Linked DNA regions of Oryzias latipes: region 1 is linked to region 2. A link is a contact called in public Hi-C data. All regions are on one chromosome and are shown on one strand. Each heading gives the region's core, a stretch centred on a gene start, on an enhancer-like site or on the middle of the called end of the contact. The rest is flanking DNA. Distances are from core to core; before and after follow the strand shown.

What was found. A called contact is a pair of places that touch in the nucleus more often than the background predicts.
Region 1: a contact with region 2 is called in a Hi-C map of fibroblasts, with 2.1 times the contacts expected there. The contact joins the enhancer-like site here to the promoter of LOC101157754 in region 2. A contact is called at or near these places in 2 of 5 Hi-C or Micro-C datasets (embryo and fibroblasts).

The regions. Positions count from the first base shown.
Region 1 is chr1:11,044,930-11,051,035 of ASM223467v1, forward strand. LOC101157754 (RNA binding protein fox-1 homolog 2) reads left to right here. Exons shown (of 13, transcript XR_002873415.1): 3 at 407-613; 4 at 2,701-2,862; 5 at 3,181-3,234; 6 at 3,347-3,439. Among protein-coding and RNA genes, the nearest start is that of LOC101158417, 20 kb to the right of the region's middle. Within about 2 kb of position 3,517, at least 2 of the 8 cell types and tissues checked have an H3K27ac peak or open chromatin away from gene starts, as enhancers often do. A contact at or near this core is called in embryo, where this site is marked.
Region 2 is chr1:11,006,529-11,011,988 of ASM223467v1, forward strand. LOC101157754 (RNA binding protein fox-1 homolog 2) reads left to right here and starts at 4,122. Exons shown (of 13, transcript XR_002873415.1): 1 at 4,122-5,137.

The DNA.
Region 1 (6,106 bases), core at 2,267-4,766, 38 kb after region 2:
AATAACCAGATACTGAGAGTTTGGAAGGATTCACAAACAGAAGCTGGAGAGAAAACCTTGGTGCGAGTTGTGCCTGACAAACGGATGAGGTCATAAAACTGTCAGAGCGTGGTTTTCCTGTGCCCCTACAATGAACCTTATCCCAAAAAGTAAAGTGATAAAACACTAAAAATATTAATCAGCCCGCCTTACGACTTATTCTGAATATCACTGAAGTCCCGAAGGAAATATTTAATCAATTGCAAAGAAATCATTAGATTGTGGTGCAGGTAAATGTCGTCCTCGTTGGTTTTACTTCTAAGCTACAACTCCAGAGAAAATGACTGCTGAAATACTGTAGTATTACTACGGACGGATATTTTGGTGCTCGCCGCTCCTCACGCTCCCCTCCCTCGTCCTCCAACAGGGCTCTCAGGATAGTGCTGGCGGTCAGGAGGGACTGGTACCTCCACCTTTCTCAGCGTTTCCACCTCCCCCTCCACCACCCCCTCAGAATGGCCTGACCTTGGACTACGGCGGCAGTCTCTACGCGACGGGGGCCGTTCAGGGCCCTGTGGAGGCCGGCGGAGCGGGAAACGGCGTGGTCAACCCTGCCAACAGTCTCAGCGCTCAAGTAAGTGCCAGCCTCATCTCCGGTGTGCCGCCCACATCTGGGTTCTGCCTGGAGACAGCGCCCGCATCAAGTGTGCCACTTCTCCTTTAGCTGCACAGATTTCACTTTTCTGAAAGAATGAGTGTATTTCACCAATAGCATCTACCATGGAACGTCGACCATGAGTGACTGCTTCCCAACACAACAATGGATCTAACAAACAAGTTATTGGTTGTTCACATCATTGCATTGTTTTGTTTTCATTTCGAATAAAGATTTATTGAGCAATTTCAGCTTCAGTGCAGCAACGCAAATATATTCACACACTGGAATAAGCTTTGGAAAAATATTGGTTCAAAATCGAAATCATGAATTGATTCCCTGTCAAAGCGCTCTGCAGTGTGGTTTCAGCATTTTGAGAGGCTCCTCCCCTCCTCTCACTCCGTTGCTTCATGGTGGGTGAAGCTCCTGAACAGAACGGTTGGCTTGAAAAAGTGTTATTAGTTGCTAGTTGCTTTGAGCCACAATTAAAATGGATTGTGGCAAACTGGATAATCCACAGTAATCTGAGTTTGTGATGTCACTGAAGCCGCTCATTAAAACACATTTTAATGAAAAAGGTAATTGTTTTTTCACCCTTTTGCCACTTCTGTTGCACTGGTAATGTTGGGGTTGTAAGGGGATGTAAACTGGTGGGAGAGAGTGTAGACAGATGGATGATGATTGGAAAAGGTGTGGGCTTACCCTGCGCTAACAGTCCCGCCCACAACTTAGAGGTGAATTTCTAATGAGCCACTGCCACTCTGCTGCAGAAACTATGTCCTAGAAAACAACACCCTTGAAGAACACTGGGAACACCTTTACAGTAGATCAAAAGATGATCAGGACTTCAATAAAGGCCTTAGAAAATTCTTAGCTAGGACCTAAAGGTTTACTTCTATATGTAGCAAATCAAAACTTTCAACACAGAAATTTCATAAACATCCCTTGGCAAAAAGTACAGTATACTTGGTCTATACTAAAAGTGAGGCAGTATGTTTATATATTTTGTTGGAAGAAGTATTGAGTTAATATACTTTCTACACTACAAAGACATGGTTTATAGCAGGAGTCTGCAACATTTAACACTAAAGAGCTATTTGGTCCAGTTTCTTATTGACCAAAACCCAGAAAGAGCTGCAAAGTCCCACTTAACCTTTTAGAAAAATAAATTTTAATGACTTGTAGCAATAATCTATTCGTTCATAATATATGGCATTTAAATATTTACAATAATTCAGTGATTAAAGTGCCACAATTATCTATATGAAACAATTTCAGTTTCAATTTCTTTACCTTTGACAGCAGCACATCTTACTTCCTTTCAAAATAAAGTATATCCTATGATAAATATGATCTTCCCGCTGCAGCAGATTCAGCAGAAATTAATTGAATCAAAAAGGCAATCAAACATGGCATTTTCTATTGTGTGTCTTTGTTGTACTGTCATCCTTTTCCTATTTTTTAACTATCAAAAATAAGTATACGTCGGTGTAGAATCCAACTCTATTTTATTTTTGTATCTACATGTAAACAAAATGTTATACTTTAGGAACTCTGTTGTGCAGCAAAAGATAAGATTATGTGCTTAGCTTAATATTTATTCTAATTGTTAGCATTTTTTTTTAAGCCAAAGAAGGATCAAAGAGTCTCTCTGGAGCCTCAGGTCGCAGATCCCTGTGTTCTATAGTATCCCTGCTGTACTTGTACTCACGTATACTCCTTTTTGCAAAGCGATCTTAATACATTTAGCCGGAGTCCTAAACGGCAGTTTTCAAAAGAATCAGTCAACCCAATGCTGCTGTCCTTCACACTCCGAGTCATTTTTACCTTTGTGTTTGTGTAGATTACATAATCAATTAAGTTAATGTAATCTATTGCCTGCTGTTTACCTTAAAGATGCTTTGAATGCACTCAATTAAAACATGCATATGAATAATTATTAATCAAGGGAACATGCAGCTAATTCATCTATATTGGGCCTAATTACTACAGAACTATTTAAAGCTTTCAGATGGGTTTATATAATAATATAATTTTTTTTCCCTCTGCTTGTCCTCTGTCTACAGTCAGATGGGTCCTCTCAGATTGACGGCCAGTCTGGAGTCGGCTCGGGAGGAGGGGGCGGGGTCTCCGGGGACGATTCCGATGCCAAAGGGACCCCCAAACGCCTACATGTCTCCAACATCCCCTTCCGCTTCCGTGACCCTGACCTGCGGCAGATGTTTGGGGTACGGATGGATGGCAAAATACTTTTGAAATAATTGTTTTTTGTAAAAAAAAAAAAAAATCTTTTAAATGCGTGAAAAACAAGGATGTGGATTTAGTGTTTTGAACAAGCTCAGACTTTTAACTTTGGCCCTGTGCTCGGCTGTTTTGTAAGAGAATGATTCTGTGCTGAGAAAAGAGCGAGGAAGATGAAGGAGAACACCAGAGCTGGCCTGCCGCCAAGCCAATCATGCTCGAACAGCGCTGACTCCCTGTGGCGACCATGTGACTTAAATGACTGTTAACTCTCCTTATTTTTCTCATCTTTCCTGTCATTGCAGCAATTTGGCAAAATCCTTGACGTGGAGATCATTTTTAACGAGAGAGGCTCCAAGGTAGGGCAGAGGAGGGGGGAAAAAAACACTCCTATATCTCTTTTTTTGCCACCATTTCTTTTGCTTTCCGGAATATTCTTTCTCCATTTTTCTCTTGTGCTCTCTCCTGCAGGGCTTTGGTTTTGTGACATTCGAATCGAGCGCAGATGCGGAGAGAGCCAGAGAGAAGCTTCACGGCACCCTGGTGGAAGGGCGTAAAATTGAGGTAAGGCAACCCCCTCCAACTGGTGGCCATCTTCTCCTCTGCTCTCCCTCTAACGTCGCGTTTCAAATCTGCGCCTTTGGCTGTGAGAAGGTTGGACTCCCTGTGGCTTCACGACAGCATGGCACAGCAGAAGCCGCTCGCGCAGGCGTCTCCTCTGACGGCATTTCCTGCCGCTGTTGTTGTTGTTGATGATGTGGTGGGCTGTCCATTGCAACTCGATCGCATAAGCTGTGTGGTTTGCAAAGCTTGCTGGGAGGATTGGCTACACAACAGGCATGGCTGGGGGGAGAAGTCACAACACGGTTGCTGATGTTTCTGCTTCTGTCACAGCATGGAGGACCCCCCCCCCGCCCCTTTTCCTGCACCTTTTTCCATACCCACCATCTCTTTGTCCATTCCATTATGAGTGGCTATTTTTTTGCTTCATGTTTGTGGGACGGGGCGGTTCAAAGCCCCAGTTGTTCTCCTCTGGTGTCTGTGAGAGGCTTTTGGATGCTGCATGGTTGGAACCAAAGGTCAGGTCGCTGTAAAGTTTTCCACACTTTTACTGAACACTACGCCGCTTCCTCACAGTCAGTATGTTGCTTGTTGTGTCACACTGATGCATGATGGGAGCCAGGGTTTGAGATTGCTGCGTGTTGTCATTTATGATTCTTCAAACAAGCAGTTTGGATCATCAAAAAAAAGAAAAAAAAGAAAATTGAAAGAAGCATTCACCACTCTAAAACTTTTCACCAGATCTCATGGATTTGCTTTTATTTTTTCATTTCCCCGCATAATTTGGATTTCAGTTGCAAATGGCCTTGCCTCCACCATTGCTCCTGACTCAGGAGCTCCGTACACGCCAGACATGTGATGTGCGCTCGAGAACGCGCCAATGGAAGCACGTTTTTGAACACACCCATGGTGTTCACACTGGGCAAAAACGTAGGGAGGGGTTCATATTCCTTTTCTAGTATTTCTAGAGCGTGTCCGCCACCTACAGTTTGGTGCAAAATGTTGAAGCAATGCAGATCTCTCAAATCTTGCTCTAGGCGTTTTCTTTCACAGTTCTATACCAATATATGATAGACTTGATGGTATATTATTGCAGCTGGGCACAAACCACAGTCATTAATGTCTCCTCTGTGATCAATTTTTTAAACGGTTTCTAAACCAATTCAATCTGATTTAACTTTTAAAGAGTGTTTAATGGCAGCAAATTTTGTGCGTAGAGTCCGAATGGCACGTAGTGAGGCGTGAAGGCGAGAGTTTTGAGCGCAGAAGCCTGAAACGCAGGTTTACGTATTCACTTGAACGTGCGTTGCTGAGGCCAGTGTGAACATAGCTTTGAACAAAGTCACATTTTTTATTTTTTCCCTGCAGCTGCAGCTGTCCTGCATGCTCCTGAATGTCCTAAGCTAACTCTGTTTTCCTGTGGGTGTGCAGAAATTCAATTTAAGAAAAGAAAAAAAAAAGAAAACTGTACGGAGGGTGGAGAAAGAGAATATTGTCACAGATACCTCTCTTTTTGCTTTGTTTTATTTATTTTAAATAGATTTTCAATCGATTTTTCATCTCTTTTCACTCCCTTCACCGGGCCAGTCTGTGTGTTTGTCTCTCAGTTTGTGTCCATCTGTGCTCCTGCATCTTTGCTGTACATCCTTCCCACATTTCTCTGTCCAGTTTCCTCTCCTGGAACGTAATGGAATAAAGTTTCACTTCCGTTTATTCAATATTTGCTTATAAACATTGCGTTATCATAATAATAGTTAGGATTGTTCGTAGATTTGAATGTCTTTGTTTTAAGCAAAAGCGGTGTTTTAGAGGCTTGTTGTGTCGTGGCTCAAGTCTGTAGTCACTGTAGATGACTGTTGACATGTGACATCACTTCCTCTCTACCACAGGGTGGGGGTTGCTCCTCATTACCTCCTTTTGTTTGTTTTCCTTTTTCTCTTCTTTTCCTAGTTCATCGTTTTTTTGTTTTTGTTTTTTTATTACATATATTTTCTCTATTTCCCTGATGATTTTTGTATGTTGTTGTTGTTGTCAGTCTCCACGGTAACTGCTCGCGTGTCCTCACGCCGTTTCCCTGGCAACGGTAAGTTGTGTACACATGGCATCATCAATGAATGACCCCTCCCTCCCCCACCCATCCGTCCAAACGACATAAATTGCACCCAAATGAGGGACTCCCTTAGCCGGAGGAAGCCTGATTGACTTGATTGGTAGAACCTGATTGGCTAATCCCTTGGATTGATTCGGGAGGTGGTGAATGAAGCCGTTAAAGAGATTAGCCATTGACCGCATGGCATTAAAGTAAAGCCACTCGTGTAACTGAATGTACCGCATCTATCTGCAAGTGCAACAAATATGTCTGCCACCTCATTCCAATCACCTCTCTAACTGCATTCAGCATTTGATTCCAGAGCTGTATCCTGCATGGTTTACTCTCTTTCCAGTCATCTGTTTGACGCCATACGGTGCTCTGTCATCTCTCTGTGTCATGTGTCGGCCAATAGCTGCATTCTTGCACCTTAGTGGGACGGCATGCTGAAGCATGAGTGCTATGTTAGCTTTACTGGAGAGGGGATAATAGGTGTCTGTAAATCATGGCGTGCTGTGGTGCTTGATGATCTTTTTCTCTCTACTGTTGAGGTGCAGCTGCGCGACCTAATGTGCTAATTA
Region 2 (5,460 bases), core at 2,872-5,371:
GATAGAAGTCTGCTGCTGAAGCTGCTCTTCCTCTTACTGAAGGCCTCATGCAGAGGGTGTGTCACGTTGTCCATGATTGCCTGAAGTCTGGAAAATGTCCGTTGTTCGGCCATCTCCTGCACTGTGGCCAGCTTTAGTCCCACAACCAAGCTAGCCCTCCTGATGATCTTGTTTAATCAGGTTTTCCTTGCTTGTGCTGCACCAGCACACCACGGCGTACAGCAGAGCACTTTCAATCACTGTTTGATAAAACACACTGTTTAAGATAATCTTTCTATCTAATGGCTATCTTTAGAAAGGAAAGTTGCATTAAGACAAGTTTCTTTGTGTGGATTTAATTAAAATTGGTAGAAGCTGTATGTATTTTTATTTTAGGCTTCTAAAAACTACGAAACTTCAGAAAATAAAAAGCACTAACATTTCACTGATCTGTTATTACTTCTTTAAAAATGTATTCGGTCTGAATTTTCAGATCAAATCAAAAATACTCAGAGCACACTAGCCTCTTTGTCTTCTTTAAATGCAGTTTTCACACTTATTTGAAGAGTCCACATGAGAAAAGGAAAGAATTGTCCTCAAAGAAGGCTGCAAGATCCTAGTTTTGTTGCATCAGTATTCATTAATCCATCAGAAAACTACTTTTGTAGTATTACTTTGTACATAAGAGGCTAAGGCAGAGTAACAGGCTGCTAACAGTTTTAGCACCGTTGCAAATAGTTTAGCTCATTTTGAAAGAAAATGTATTTTAAAAAGTTTTTAAGAGTTGTAAAGTTCTTCTGGTTTAACTCATTTAATTGTGAAACTCCTGGTGACGCCTCCATCGGGTAATGTTCTGGGTATGGGTCACTGGATGGAGGAGGACACGCTGGAAAGATGACATATCTTGACTGGCCAGGGAACGCTTTAGGGTCCCCTCAGAGGAGCTGGAGAAAGTTGCTGGGAAGAGGGAATTCGGGGCATCTTTGCTTGGACTGCTGCCCCTGCGACTCGGTCCCGGATGAGCGAAAGATGGATGGATGGTTGACGTAGCGGTAAGTGCACTTTGTTGTGTCTATAATTGTACATTTATAGTTTCTTTTAGTCATTTATTTGGATAGTCTAATCTTGTATTGTTTATGTAGCTGCAGGAAAAGAAGGGGTTGTTTTTTGTAAATGCACAGATCTCCTGTTTTTCTTAATCACCCTTGACGTTTTCAGAAGGTCAAGAAAAAAGAAATGGACGGCAACCTTGAGGGGAGATTCAGATGCACCCCTGAATTGTTTTCCCACTAGTATAGTCCTAAGAGTGGGTGTGGGGTGGGGTGTGTGTCACTCTTCTCTGATTTGAACTGGTTTCTTGTTGCACTCCAAAGGGCCGGTCTCCTCAAACATGCATCAACCAAAGCCTTGATCTCACTTAACCAACGACACTGACTTTTTTTCATTTTTGCACAGCAGTTTGATAATGTTTGGCATTGCTATCCTTGTGAACAGAAGAAGCGGTGTCATTTGGTAGAGTATAAGTGATATTATTTGACACTTTCATTGTTCAGAGAACAAATGTCTTGTTTTCCTCTGAAACAGGACATTGAAGGGTAAAGTCTGAACTCCCAGATCAGCAGAAGAAAAATCCCACCCACCCAAGCTAACCTTGGAGCTTCCTGTTTGCATTAAAAGTGTACACGTGCACACTGTTATTCCCGAAACACTGCTCACAAGGCAGCTGTGTAGAACTTTGGTTGTTCTTTGTAAATCCAGGTGAGAGGGGCGTTTAGATGGGTAGATTTTCTGGAGCTCGTCATCTCAAAAGTAGCTTGCATGCCAAACAAGTGTGGGCACCCCTGTGTAATAAACTATATTTAAAAAAGAAACCTCTACTTGCACATTTATTGCAACTAAGCTTGGGTCCTCTACCAGAGGCCTGCATCTTTGAGGATTCTGCACAATGTTCTCAGTTCTGGATTTAATGGCACAGAACTCACATTTCTTCCAGCTCTTCGTGTCCTCAAATTTCTCGTGCTCCTTGAGTTTGCTACTTGCATTGGCCTATGTGTCATAACAACCCCCCTTTTGTTACTATGTCCACTTGGTTAAACAAATTGACTCTGAGAACTGGATGAGTAAGTGTGATGTCATTCACAGAAAACAACTCTCTTCTGGCTCCAGCGAAATGAAGACAATTCAGTCGCCTTTTTATTTTACTTTTTTTGCAATACTGACGTGGCCATGCTGGAGCCACACAGAAAGCAGTGATTGGTCCAGTCTGTTATTTCTATGGCAACCACTCTCGCCAGTCAGGAATGAGTGACTTGTTGAAAGTTCATACCCTTTCCACTTAAAAGCAGGCTACACAAAATCTGTCAAACGTTTGGAATGCTGGGGCACCACATGCTTTTATTGAGGCATCTGATTGGTCAGTTAATAACTTTAAAAAATTGGATTCACAAGAACATGTTAAAAAGGTAACGGAGCAAGAATGATTATGCTGACAAATATGTTTTTTCTCCATAGAAGTCCATGGGATTTTGTCTTCTTGGAACCAGTGGGTACTTCCTATTTGGAATGTGGGGGGGGGGGGGGGGGTCACTCAGGCTATTTATTGTATAAAGTCAATGGTTAAACCATTTGTACGTTACTCAAGATCTTGGCACACTCAATCTCAACCACCTTCAGGATTTACTTTACCTTGACTTAGACTTCCAAACCATTATTGACAGGGATGTCCTATTAAAAAAAAAAAAAAGTTTCCGTGCTCCATGATCACCGTGGCAGCTGGCATGTTATATGTCACTCTTATGTGCTGTATACTATAATTTCTGCACAGCCAATAGAATTCTGCCTCCTGTGTCGCTGCTTCTACAATGGAGGGGGGTTGGTAAAGTGTGTTAGGCTAGGCCATTCCACACAACTGTCCTAGTCAAATTCTCAGCTGTTCACTTCAATCCTGACAACCAGAATGAACCGGCGTCAGCACGAAAGGACTTTTTTGTGCTGTGCCATTCTTCTGCACACTTGGTCTCACTCCAATCGTGTCTTGATCCTATTGTAAAAGCGATCCCAGTGGCTTTTTAAATAATGACTGTTATGCCGTTCTTAGCTAAAATACAATTAAATATGTTTTTTTTAGGACAGTTTCTGCAGAGCAGCAGGAGTTTATTAAAAAATTTGCCTCAGAGTTGTAGGTCGGGCTTTTGGCACAGAGTAACCCTTCCCTCATTTCCCATCATCCATCTGTTTACACTCTTTCCTCCCCGAGCTTATAGGCCCCAAAACCCCAACTAAACATTACTGGTGCAGCAAAAATGTCGAGCAGTTTTGGAGCAATGCAGTCGTACAGTTTTGAGCCAGATGTTGTCATCTAGAACTGTATGGATCAGAATGGAGGGGAGCTTATGGCATGTAGACTGTAGCTTTTTTGTCTCCTGCTCCTGATCTCAAAAATGCAACTATGAGCTTTATTTTCTTTATAAAAGTCCTCTACCATTCGAAAAAGGCTACAAGAACATATCAACAAAAATAGCAGAAACACAATTATTTTGGAGTGTGTTTTTAATAACTGCCTTAGTTAAACTGAACAAGCCAACAATAGGGATTTACTGTGACTAAAAGGCATAAAGAGAATTCTCATGGTCCATTTAACAGAAGAAATAATTTCTGGCACATCAAGCTCATTTTGCTTTTTTTTTTCTCTGCTTCTGGTGCCATTTGACCACTGGGTGTCATCCAAGAAATAAAAATGCCAAAGGAGAACGAGGCTCTCTATCCGGCGTGACTCACAGCTGGCTCGTGTGGGGACGTCAGGCCTGTCTGCTTCAGCTTTCAGTTGTGCTGCAGGAAAAAAAAGCTCTAAAACTTTGAGGGATTTTGGTGAATCTGCGCACAAAAACCGGACAGGTGCGCACGCAGCGGACAGTTTTTACGCCCCCCCCCCTTACTTTCCCTCCCCAAAACACGCACACCTCCCTTTCTGTGAGGCGCATGGAAGCACTGCGGCACACTGCGTGTCTCTGCTGCGCTGCATGGCCGCCTGCCTCAGCGCGCAAAGGGAAAGAAGCGGAAGATAGGAGGAGGGGAATGACTACAGCAAGAGAGTAGGAGGAGAAGGGAGGAGGAAGAATGAGGAGGGAGGGAGGGAGGGAGGGAGGGAGGACAGTTTCCTTTCTGTAACACGCTTACATGAACACACCACCGGGAAAGAGGGAAGAAAATAATCGAGAAGGAAGGAAACACAGCACCCCTTTCGTCCGCCTGCGCGTCCATCCATTTGGTTGGTTGTTTTATTTTTCCAAGAGGGGTGCGCACTCCCCCCCCCCCCTTCTCTCTCTCTATTTTGCGCAGACTTGCGGACTAATATGGAAAGACAGAGCTCCCGGTGAGGATTGGCTTTCAGTGAACCTCTTTCTGTGGTACAAGCTAATAGGAAGGGGAAAAAAGGCGAAAGGGAAGACATGTTGGGGGGCTGCTCGTCTTGAGCTGCCGTTGCGTTGCGCTCTCTTGGAACGGGGCGAATGGAGGCTGACCGGGTTGCTCAGGAGCCATTATTGCGCGCGCAGTTTGTTTAATTGGTTTTGTTATGGTCAGAAATAAGGTAGGCCTCTGAGGAAGCCCTGCAGTAAATAAATACACAGTCAGCGGAGCAGGGGGTGGGGGGACCTTTGGTTTGAAAGTAACCTGATCTTTTATGGACAGAATTGTTTTGGGAAGAATACCAAAAGGAGAATATATATTTTGGTCTTTTAGGGGAGCGATCCTAAAGGCAGAATTATACAAAGGCCTAGTTTACGCGTGAACTTGGCACTTAAAGACGCTTTCCTGAATCCTCCACCGCCTGGATTTGAGCACAGAGGGTGATCTCCGAATTATTTTTTTTCTTGCCTGGAACGTCAGCACAAATAGGGTTTTTCCAATGTTGATGTCGAACGACGTTGCTTCAATTATGCTGCCCGTGTCCCGGGCGCTCATGGACCGGGACAGAGAGCTGGACACCATGCCAGGGGTGCATCCCAACGCGGGCGGCGCTCCTGCAGCCGTCCGGGGCATGAAGCGCGGGGACCCGGAACCAGACGCGCAGACGGCGGCCGCGCTGGTGGACTCCAGCGGGGCAGAGTGCAAGCGCCCCCGCATCGACGGCTCGGGAGGGCTCGGCGAGGTCGGCCAGGTGAGGAGCAGGGGACACGATTCCACACGGTGCCTTTAGTCTGAACTCAACCAAGTATGGCAAGCATAAGGCATCATAAATCACTACACGTTTCGGGGTCCCCCCCCCGTGATTTATGATCTATTTTGCTTGCCATCTAGGCTCCATACGTGCGTGTCATGTGTGCGCACTGCAGCAAAAGGGCCTTTCCTATAGAACAAAAGCTCAGGCCTCTTCATCACCTAATGTGCAGGAAATATCACTGCTTTCATTCACTCATGACACTGTATTCTGATAGTAAATGATGGCAGATACTGCTTTATGACAAGTAATTACTTTATCCT